2 separate regions of the Mus musculus genome follow, and region 2 is linked to region 1. The links are chromatin contacts, called in public HiChIP or PLAC-seq maps. All regions are on one chromosome and are shown on one strand. Each heading gives the region's core, a stretch centred on a gene start, on an enhancer-like site or on the middle of the called end of the contact. The rest is flanking DNA. Distances are from core to core; before and after follow the strand shown. Region 1 overlaps Eps15 (epidermal growth factor receptor pathway substrate 15). Region 2 holds the start of Ttc39aos1 (Ttc39a opposite strand RNA 1).

The links. HiChIP or PLAC-seq counts read pairs in DNA pulled down with a chosen protein or histone mark.
Region 2: a contact with region 1 is called in an H3K4me3 HiChIP or PLAC-seq map of bone marrow-derived macrophages, with 2.6 times the contacts expected there. The contact joins the promoter of Ttc39aos1 here to the enhancer-like site in region 1. A contact is called at or near these places in 4 of 39 promoter capture datasets (HPC-7-derived erythroid cells, hematopoietic stem and progenitor cells, hippocampal neurons and 1 more), 1 of 484 Hi-C or Micro-C datasets (nephron progenitors), 3 of 115 datasets of contacts at active chromatin or transcription factors (bone marrow-derived macrophages and embryonic stem cells) and 3 of 9 other capture datasets (adipose tissue, liver and pancreatic islet).

Annotation. Positions count from the first base shown.
Region 1 is chr4:109,314,736-109,319,963 of GRCm38.p6, forward strand. It overlaps Eps15 (epidermal growth factor receptor pathway substrate 15), which reads left to right. Exons shown (of 25, transcript NM_007943.3): 8 at 1,110-1,169. Among named protein-coding and RNA genes, the nearest start is that of Gm52702, 26 kb to the right of the region's middle. Within about 2 kb of position 2,701, at least 21 of the 459 cell types and tissues checked have an H3K27ac peak or open chromatin away from gene starts, as enhancers often do. A contact at or near this core is called in adipose tissue, bone marrow-derived macrophages and liver, where this site is marked.
Region 2 is chr4:109,403,440-109,408,667 of GRCm38.p6, forward strand. Ttc39aos1 (Ttc39a opposite strand RNA 1) reads right to left here and starts at 2,818. Exons shown (of 4, transcript NR_131195.1): 1 at 2,287-2,818; 2 at 1,073-1,167; 3 at 641-830; 4 at 1-554. It overlaps Ttc39a (tetratricopeptide repeat domain 39A), which reads left to right and starts at 3,661. Exons shown (of 18, transcript NM_153392.2): 1 at 3,661-3,770. The coding sequence starts at 3,733.

The DNA of each region.
Region 1 (5,228 bases), core at 1,451-3,950:
TCTGCCCATTGGTTGGGTGCAAATATCTGCATCTGACTCTTTCAACTGCTTGTTGGGTCTTTCGGAGGGCAGTGGTGATAGGTCCCTTTTTGTGAGCGCTCCATAGCCTCAGTAATAGTGTCAAGCCTTGGTCCTAAATGCTTTTAAGACTTAGATGTGAGGAAAGTATTTGAATTTATTAAGAAGTTTTTGATTTTTACCAAAAACTCAAGTGTGCATGTGGTAATTATTTGCCTTCTCTTTTGTTGTATTCAGGCTTTTGAGAAATGCTAAAATAAGTTCCTGATCACTGATTTTATCTGGGTTTCTCCCGATTGCTTGTCACTTTTGTTTTGTTTTCAATATAATTTCTCTCCTTTCTTCCTTATGTTTTAAACCATAACCACTTTCTTTAAATACCCAGCTCTTTGTGTAATTCCTTGCATAAACTGCCACAGAGGGTCCAATCCAGCTCTTTCCTTCTTAGTTAAGTAACTTGGGGAAAGTCCTTAGAAAAACTGTATGTTGGTTTTCAAGTCTTTGCCATGGGCGTACATTTCAGTTGATAGGGTACCAAGGACTGAATGTGATAGTGTGTGTGTGCTTAATACAGTGCTTGTTACAACTCAGAATGCTAGGTGCTATGGTAGAATGGTGATGACTGCCATCACATTGCCAGAAATACTTGTGATACTACCCCTGGGCCATTAGGTGCTTAATAAATACAGAGTTTGGTTTGTTGTTTTGAGACCATTTCTTGGTGTAGCCCAGGCTGCCTGGGAACTCTTTGTAGACCAGGCTGGCCTTGAACTCAGATCCACCTACATCTGCCTACTGAATACTGGGACTAAAGGCATGCAGCACCACATCTGTCAAGACTGGTTTTTAAAAGCTCTTTTCTAGTATTGTTTCCAACCGTTTCTCTACTGTATGGTCTGTGTGAGATTCCAATTTTCTTGCTTTAAACTAACCTCCTAGTAACTTCCCATTGCAATTAAGACAAAGTCCAGATTCCTTTTAAGATACTTAACCTCAGACACTCTCATATTCCATTAGTATGCTTTCTCTTCCTGTCCCTAAAGAATACATAAAGTAAAGAGCATTAATTGTTCTCACTTTCCTTTTTTAAGGTTTGGGAGTTGAGTGATATTGACCACGATGGAAAGCTGGACAGAGATGAGTTTGCAGTTGTAAGTAACTAGATGTTCTTAAAGTGTAAAATACTATCATATGACAGCCTTCTCACACCCACACCTCCTGACAGCTTATTAAAACAGGGCTCGAGTTTACGATCTGCCTACATGCTTAAATTACAGTGTGTGTCATCTGTCTTGGGAAATAGTTCCCATTTTAATTTATCCTTAGACTATGCCCATCAGATCGTAGTTACTAATGTCTTTAGAATTTATTTGGTTGAGTGCATATATTTAATGGGTAAGAGAATGTGTATGTTTTGCCATCATTTTTTTTTCCCTCACTGTAGGTGCATAGGAAAGATACTCAGTTAATGTGCAATAAAATGATGGATATTTAAAAATCCTTATATTGATCTGATGTCCACTGAAAGTTAATATTGCTTAAAACACAAAGAGAAAAACCACTTAAAGAAAGTCAGTAGTTGGTATTAATCCCAAACTAAGTCCTTTCCTTCTCTGACACCCTGTGTAACTTTAGCTTTGTTTGTGATGATTTATTTACTTACTTACTTAATTCTTTTAATTTTATTATTTTTAATTTTTTATTAGATTTTTCTTTATTTACATTTCAAATTTTAATCCCTTTCCCCATTTCTCCTCTGAACCCCCCCCATCCCATACCCCTCCCCCTGCTCCCTAACCCACCCACTCCCGCTTCTCTGTCCTGGCATTCCCCTACACTGGGGCATAGAGCCTTCACAAGACCAAGGGCCTCTCCTCTCATTGATGTCTCACAAGGCTATCCTCTGCTACATACTTGGATAGAGCCTTGAGTCCCTCCATGCATACTCTTTGGTTGGTGGTTTAATCCCTGGGAGCTCTGGGGGGTACTGGTTGGTTCATATTGTTATTCCTCCTATGTGGTTGTAAACCCCTTCAGCTCCTTGGGTCCTTTCTCTACCTCCTCCATTGGGGATTTTTTTTTTTTTTTTTTTTTTGAGAGAAAGTTTCTCTGTGTATCTTTAGCTGTCCTGGAATTTATCCTGTACACCAGGCTGGCCTTGAACTCAAGAGTATCACCTATCTCTGCCTCCCAAGTGCTGGGATTAAAATCTGTTACCATCACTGCCCAGCCTAGTTTTATTTTAAATAAAGATATCCTAAAGCTTTTTAGTTTAGTGTCTTTATGTATTTCTGTACTCACATAGTATATACCAGCTTGAAAACTGTTGTTTCTCTCCACACACACACAGAGACACACAGGGCACATGGGTTGGGAGGGGGATGTACATTATTTGATCTGGTTGCTGTTGCTTTAGTTGCAGTCTGTATAGGATAGAGTACAGTATAGTAAGAGAACAAGATCATAGTCCAGCAGTATTAAAATTATTCTGTTCATCTTTAGGATTTTGGTGAACAAAATTTTGGCTTTAGTTTTGTCAGGGAAACTATTTTTAAGAAACATGAAATTGGTAACTTTTTCAACTTTCAGGAAAAAAAAAGTGTTGTCTATTGGCAGCAGATGGCAAGCATTGCTTTTTTGTTTTGTTCAGTGTCCACTTTTCCAGGAAATGACTTCATCTGCAGCAAGAATGCTGACCTTGATATGTGTGCTAGTCACTCTGTTAGCAAAGTACCAGCCTAGTACTACAGATACTCTGAAGTAGATTGTTTCTTTCTGAAGCTTCAAGTTTTTGAAGACATAGGGTTCATGTGTTTTCAAACTGACATGGAGTTCTTAACTGTTTGGCCAGTTTGTGGTAAAGGATTGGTTTGGCTATCCCTGGATACACAGCCCCAGAGAACTTGTTAGAAATGCAGATTCTCTGACTCAGTGCCAGCTTTACTGATCCCAGAATTCCAGGAAATTCTGATGTGCACTAAAGTCTGGGTCCACAGGTCAGATTTAGCTGTTCCAATTATAAAGGAAAGAGTGATAGTCAAAATTATCACACAGATGCTATTGTTAATATTGTAGCTAAGGAGTTCTTGGTTTGTATCATATACATTTATATATAATATTATATAAACATTTTAGTGTCTATATAGATACATAGATATTTAAAAAGTTCTTTTTTGAGACAGACTCTCATATAACCTAGGCTGGGCTCAAACTCAGTTCTCTGCTGCCTGGTCCTGAGTAATGGGGTTATAGGCATGTAACACCAATGGTGTAGTCTATACAGTAGCCTATGGCATCTTTAAAATATTGTATTAGTCAAGTTAGCATCCCTGAGCTGCCGTTTCTTCATTTATAAAATATTAGCCATCATATAAATTGTGGGTCACAGTTGTATTGAGTACTCAGTAAGTACTGATTTGAAAATTCTATAAAACTCAAATTTAGGAGTTAAGATAGATGCCCAATGCAAATTTCCTTTGAGAGAATTATAATTTTCAGTGGGAAAAAAAAATCAAGAAATAATGCACCCACTCTCAGTTGCAACGGAAATCCTTCTTGAGGTTAAAGATATTGTCTATTTTTCTTTTATTATATAGTTTTTAAATTTATTTATTTATTTATTATATGTAAGTACACTGTAGCTATCTTCAGACACTCCAGAAGAGGGCGTCAGATCTCATTACAGATGGTTGTGAGCCAACATGTGGTTGCTAGGACTTGAACTCAGGACCTTAGCAAGAGCAGTCGATGCTCTTAACCGCTGAGCCATCTCACCAGCTCTAGTTTTCTTTTTTCTTTTTTTTTTTAATTAGGTATTTTCCTCGTTTACATTTTCAATGCTATCCCAAAGGTCCCCCATACCCACCCCCCCAATCCCCTACCCACCCACTCCCTCTTTTTGGCCCTGGCGTTCCCCTGTACTGGGGCATATAAAGTTTGCAAGTTTTCTTTTTTTAAAAGCCATAAAACTTCATCCTCTGAGAGTATGAAAGGTATCTTTAACGTGGAGAAGTTACAGTGTTTTACAGTAAATATTCTACAGACAGTAAGCTTTTAAAATATATGTACACATATACATACACACTTTAGATATTTAAAATATTTTAAGGTAGGTAATACATTCTAATCATTCAAAATTAAACAAGAAGATAGTGAAAAAAGGATCCATCTCTGCCTGCAACTGTTGTAGTCTTCTCTGGCCAGCTACTTTTCTTACTTTCTGGTTTATCCTTGAATTTTCCTTGTTCAAATGTACAAAAATTTTGAATAATTATTTGCTCTTTACCACAGAAGATAACACCACACAAACACACATGCACGCACACATATACTGGAGGTATGTGTTCAACACTGTATTTTTTTATGTTATCATTGTGCTTTAGATTCTTGGACTTATTTTCTCATAGAATACATTGTGATTTTTTTTTTCTGGTATATTGTTTTTTGAGACTGAATACAATGGATTGCTTCCAATTTAAGTATGTAATTTGGTAAATATTGAAAATTTCGTATTCGTGAAGACAATACCATAATGCTTTCCTATGATTTGTTTGTTTGTCTGTTTTGTTTTGTTTTTGAGACAGGATTTCTCTGTGTAGCCCTGGCTGTCCTAAAACTCACTCTGTAGACCGGGGTTGTCCTTGAACTCAGAAATCCTCCTGCATCTGCCTCTCAAGTACTGGGATTAAAGAAGTATGCTTTCCCAACCTAGCTTCATTATTTTTTAAAAACGATTGTTTCATAGTTTTTTATTATATAGGTATATCATCACTTTAGTGTTAGTCTTTTATTGATGGACAGGTGCTATTGCAGCCAATTGTTATGGTTAATAATCTTTTTTCAGGCAGCATTTCATATGGAAAATAAATGTAAGTATTGATTTCTAGATGTGAAATCATTTAGCCAAAGGGAAGAGTGTATTTGCAATTTGGTGATCAGTTGGTCCTTCAAAAGGATATTACTGATTTGAGTTTTATATAGGAGAAAACAATAGTTTTCCCTCTATAGTCTTTTTAATTTCTTGGCTGAGATTCATGTAATGAAAGACATGTTCTCAAAAGAAAAATGTTTATTAATATGTATAATTTATATTTACTTGGGAGACAATTTGAGGAAAGAAAAACTTTCCAAGAAGTAGCATAAAACTTAGGCTTATTACAGTGTCTTCAACACATGTAGAGGTTTAGGTAAATGAGAAGGCAAAGAAAAAG
Region 2 (5,228 bases), core at 1,568-4,067, 89 kb after region 1:
TGAAGGATGGTGTGAATAGTGTATAGTGGATCTGAAGTACAGTGTGAATAGTGTGTAGTGGTCCTGAAGCACAATGTGAATAGTGTGTAGTGGTCCTGAAGGATGGTGTGAATAGTGTGTAGTGGTCCTGAAGTACAATGTGAATAGTGTGTAGTGGTCCTGAAGGATGGTATGAATAGTGTGTAGTGGTCCTGAAGTACAATGTGAATAGTGTGTAGTGGTCCTGAAGGATGGTGTGAATAGTGTGTAGTGGTCCTGACGTACAGTGTGAATAGTGTGTAGTGGTCCTGAAGGATGGTGTGAATAGTGTGTAGTGGTCCTGAAGGATGGTGTGAATAGTGTGTAGTGGTCCTGAAGTGGAGAAGCCTAGGGGTCCTGGCTGTGTTCTTGTGGGTTGTGGAGGAAATGAGGAAGGAAGGCAGGTCTGACATCTCGCAGGCATGACAAGTGTCCCGACTGGTGAGGAAGGGACTGAGACTTGGGAAGGTAATCCTCAGGCTCAGTTGTTGGCTCAACATGGCCCTAAGCACATGATCCAAGCTGGGTCACCTGGGCTGGGAGGAAGAAGCAATAATGAGCCGAAGCTGGGCCAGAACTCTTGAGGACCTGGACCAGCCTTGGGGACTCCCCATTTACTCACTGGATGTCTGGCTCCAGCTTGAGGACCACTGTGGTGATGGGGGAAGAGTTCTGACTCTGCTGCTGACCTTGCTCAACTGTTCTCATCTGTAAAATGGGGAGAAGTGCAGAGTCCATCTCCAGGCACCAGCAGTACCGCTGTGCTGCATGCCAGGCCTCTCCGTCTCCGTCTCCATGTGCACGAACTCTTGCTGCTCACAGGGAAGTAGGTAGGGTTATTTCCATTTCCCTCTGCAGAAACTGAGCTTCACAGAGCAGTTAAAAATGAAGGTTGGCCAAGATTACAAGCATGCGTGGCTTGTAAGTGGCCTTTGACATGAGTCAGCCATTGCTAAGCTGACTCCCTCAGAGGGAGCTGGGACCTCCCTGAAGCCAGTGTTCACTGTCAGCCATCCATAGGCAGAAACACAGTGACGATCAGACTTTACCGTACCTTGAGAGATGTCCACGAGAGTCACGTACAGGCATCTCTTCCTGCTCCTTCCCCGTGTCATACACAGTGTCACCCACAGGAGTTAGGGCTGCTCACTGGAGGCAAGAGATGAGAGTCTGGGACCCAGCCAGGAACTTCCTGGGAGAGGTGACATCTGAACTGATACAAGTTCTTAATAAAAATAGAATTTTTTTTAGCCAGGCTAAGTAGAATCAGAACTAATGGAGCTTAGTTGCTTCAGGACCACTTACCTGGCCTCTTCTGTCATTCCAACAAGGCCCTGAATTTTTTTACTTTAGCAATCTGTTGTGTCTACCTATCCCCCGTGCTACCTTTCATGCTGTCTGTCCATTTCTTTTTTTAAAGGATTTATTTATTTATTTATTTATTTTATGTATGTGAGTACACTGTAGCTGTACAGATGGTTGTGAGCCTTCATGTGGTTGTTGAGTATTGAATTTAGGACCTCTGCTCACTCCAATTGGCCCCGCTAGCTCCGGTTGGCCCTGCTCACTCTGGCCCAGAGATTTATTTATTATTATACCTAAGTACACTGTAGCTGTCTTCAGACAGCACCAGAAGGGGGCATCAGATCTCATTACGGGTGGTTGTGAGCCACCATGTGGTTGCTGCAATTTGAACTCAGGACCTTTGTAAGAGCAGCCAGTGCTCTTAACCACTGAGTCATCTCTCCAGTCCCTGTCTGTCCATTTCTCATATAGCCTAGCTAGCCTGGAAGCCCTTAGCCTTAGCTAAGGATAACTTTGAGCTCCTGCACCTTCTGCCTCTACCTCCCACGTGTTACAAGTGTGTAGTGTTGTGAAGGACTGTTTTTTCTTTTGAAGAGAGACCTTTCAGTGATAAGCTGTTGGCTCCATCCCTGGTTCCATGGATGAATTATGTGACCAGGAAGGAGTGTGTGTCCTAGGCAAAAGAAACAGCATGTACAAATGCCCGAGGACATGACTGTGTGGGGCGTGCGACAGGCTTCAGCCTCATCACCTAGGACTCACTCGTCTCTACACTGTTCTCTTCAGAACCACAGACCCCAGCATTCATCAGTGTGCCCTTACCCACTCCTGTGCCTTTGTCTATATTGGTCCCTCATGGAGCACACCTGCTCCCAGCTTCATTAACGCACTTCTCAAGGCTCAGCTCCCATCTGCTCCGGACAGACCCTTCCCCCCCCCTTCCCCCTTCCCCAACATACTCACCCTCGTCTGGGTTCCTTAAATAATGGTTGCTGGTACATGCTGTTGTGGTCAGGTTCCCATCATCGTCTTTTCAAGCCCATATGTGAGGCTACCAAAGTTGGGATAGTTTCCACATAGCAGTGCCTGGCCTCTGCTCACACAGAGCAGCATAAGGACATCCTGGGAAATAGCTCAGCAGTCAAGAGCATTGGCTGCTCTTCCAGAGGACAGAGGTTCAATTCCCAGCACCTACATGGCGCCTCACAATGTCTGTAACTCCAGCTCCAGGGGATGTGTCACTTTCACTCTGGCATAGCTGCAGGCAAAACTCTAATACACATAAAAATATTTTTAAAAAGAACAACAAACAACTCACAGTCTTTCCAGGCAGTTATCTTGATGAGAGCAGCAATCCCCCAGACATTTCTCCCTATTCCTAAACTCAAGTTGCCTGGCTCCTCTGGGATCTGATCCAAGTCCTTCCCACCATGGCTGCATTTGCAGGCTGCTCTTTTTTGCTTCCTCTTCTGACATCCTGGAGCTCAGGGCCAATCCCTCCTCCTGTCCCTTGCCTTTCTAAAGGGACAGCTCTAATCTAATGGCAGCCACGTGTTATGATGAGTCACCAGAGCATCTGGGGCCCAGAGGTAGTGGCCGGTTAACTCTTAATGGGCCAGGGCTCTCTGCTAGAAGATCATGTGGGCTTCTTCGGAACCTGTCTCAGGTCTAAGTGCAAAGTGGGCATCTGGGGGATGGACCACTCACTCTGGAAGTGAGAGAGGAGGGGGCCAAAGGGAGAAGGGGCTGAGTGTGAGCTTTGGAGTTAGGAGGGCTAAGTTGCAGTTCCTGCTGGCCACTTACTGTAGAGTGGCTCTACACAGGTCACATGAACTCAACCGCTCGAGTTTTCGCATCTGAAAAAAAAAAAAATGGCAATTTTAGGGATTGTTTGAGAAGGAGAGTGTGAGCTGCCTGCTAGCGGTGCGTGCTAACCCGCCCGCTTTCCCGCCTTCTGGTCTCTTGCAAAACACTGGCCCCGTTTGGGCAAGCGGTTAGAATGAATGTCCACGCCTGTCTGCAGAAGCTAGGCTTTCTCCGCTAACATGGCCCGGCAGTGAGGCTGGACCGCGAGATCTCAGGTGTGGGGCCGGGAGCTGAGGCCTAGGGAAGGTGGAGAATTTCCCAGCCCGAGTGGGTGGAGGTGTTGGCAGCTCCGGTCCATGTCTGCGCCGATGCTCCAAGGCCAGGCTGTGCCGACCTTGAGCGCCCGGGTCCCACCTGGCCAGCGCCAGGGGCGGGCGCTGCGCTGCGCGGGCGCGGCCATGGTCCCACTGCGCGGGTGGGCAGCCCGAGACCGGCCCGGCCCCGTCGCCTTCCCCGCCCCCCGGCGCGCCCCTCCCCGGCCGCCGCGTCGCTGGGATCCGGCCGCAGCACCTGGGCTGCGCCTGGCGTCCGGCGCGCGCAGCGATGACCACGGCCAGCGGCCCGGGCGACCTGCCGGCGGGGTGAGTGGCGGAGGCCGCCTCGGGGCGCGGGCCGTGCAGGGCGAACGCTGCGGGGGCCTCCTAGGAGGAGCCCCGGGACCGCACTGCGGCTCCAGCCGCTGCGCAGCCTGCAGCCCGCGCCCCGCTGCCTCCTGGGGACCCTGGCTCAGTCACAGGCCTTCTGGGTCCCAACTTTCTCTCCCTCCTCATGGAGTCTATACCCATGGGGTGGGCCTTGTTACGATCACCCTTCTTTACAGATGAGAAAACTGAGGCATAGCTCTTAAGTGACTTTGATTATCCAGGAGGTAAGAGTGGAAAGTGAGATTTGAACACAGCTCTGTCTGGTGACATCCCCTTTAGGGATATTTGGGGTATTTGAAGGGCTCTAAGTGTGCTCGGGCCCAGGGTATTGGGTGTACCAGGAACCTAGGTTGTCAAGGTGGGTGCTGTCACTATCAACATGGCTGTCTTGGCCAGCCCCACCCCCACCCCTCCAAAGTCACAGTCAGACCCCCTAGGTTGATCCCGGGCACTGCCAGTTGCTGTCTGGAGATAGTCAGCAGCTCTGCTGTGTTTGGGTTTCAGTGCTTAGGGGGCAGTTGCTGGGATCCTAGGCTGCTGGGAGGTTGCTGGGCAGAGAGAGATCCTGCTCAGGTGAGCTGGGAGGGGTGCCTGCCCTACCTGGAGACTCAGACTAGTGACAATATTTGCCAAGGGCCTGAGGCCTGACAGATGAACAGGGAGGAGAGAAACCACCAGCCAGCTGGAAGCCTCTAGTGTGGGTCTGAGAGAATGGTAGCTCGGTGCTGAGGAACATCGTGGCTGGAGGAAGTCACCTGTTAAGTTTTCCCCTAATCATTTTCTGTTGTATAATTTTGGTCAAGGCATTTGACCAAACCTCCCTGACTTCTGGTTCCTGCTTTGGAAAACACAGAGAGGCTGGGTTAGCTACGCTCTTCCTGCTGAGGGTTGAAAGCTCCGGAGCTTGGCTGACTACCTTTCTGCGCAGCCCTGTCCGAACACCACCCTTCAGTATTAGAAGCGTGGTTTTCAGGAGAAAAGGCAGACATGGAACAAGGCTTCCATCCACAAACCCAGACTTGCTGGCTGAAAGCCAGACTCGTCCCTCTTGCCTATATACCACAGCTGTGCCTGAGTCCCTGGAAGAACCCTGGGTACCTCTAACTCTGCTCCCAGCCTCCAGGCCAGTAAGCACAAAGTTCTAACAAAAAACAGAACATCTGTGTTCCTGTATGCCTGTGAGGGCCCAATCTTTGTGCTCACACAGGCCCATTTGTCCAGTCCCCTGCTTCTGGTCAGTGCCATCCTTGTGGGATTTGAGAAGAAAACCAAAGTAGAAGCAAATCCCGCTTCCATCTGTAGACACTTAGTCTCAACAAACACTCAGATCTTGTCTGGGTATAACTGTAATAAAGTTTTATCTACCATATAACAATACTTTCTTGGCAGTGGGGA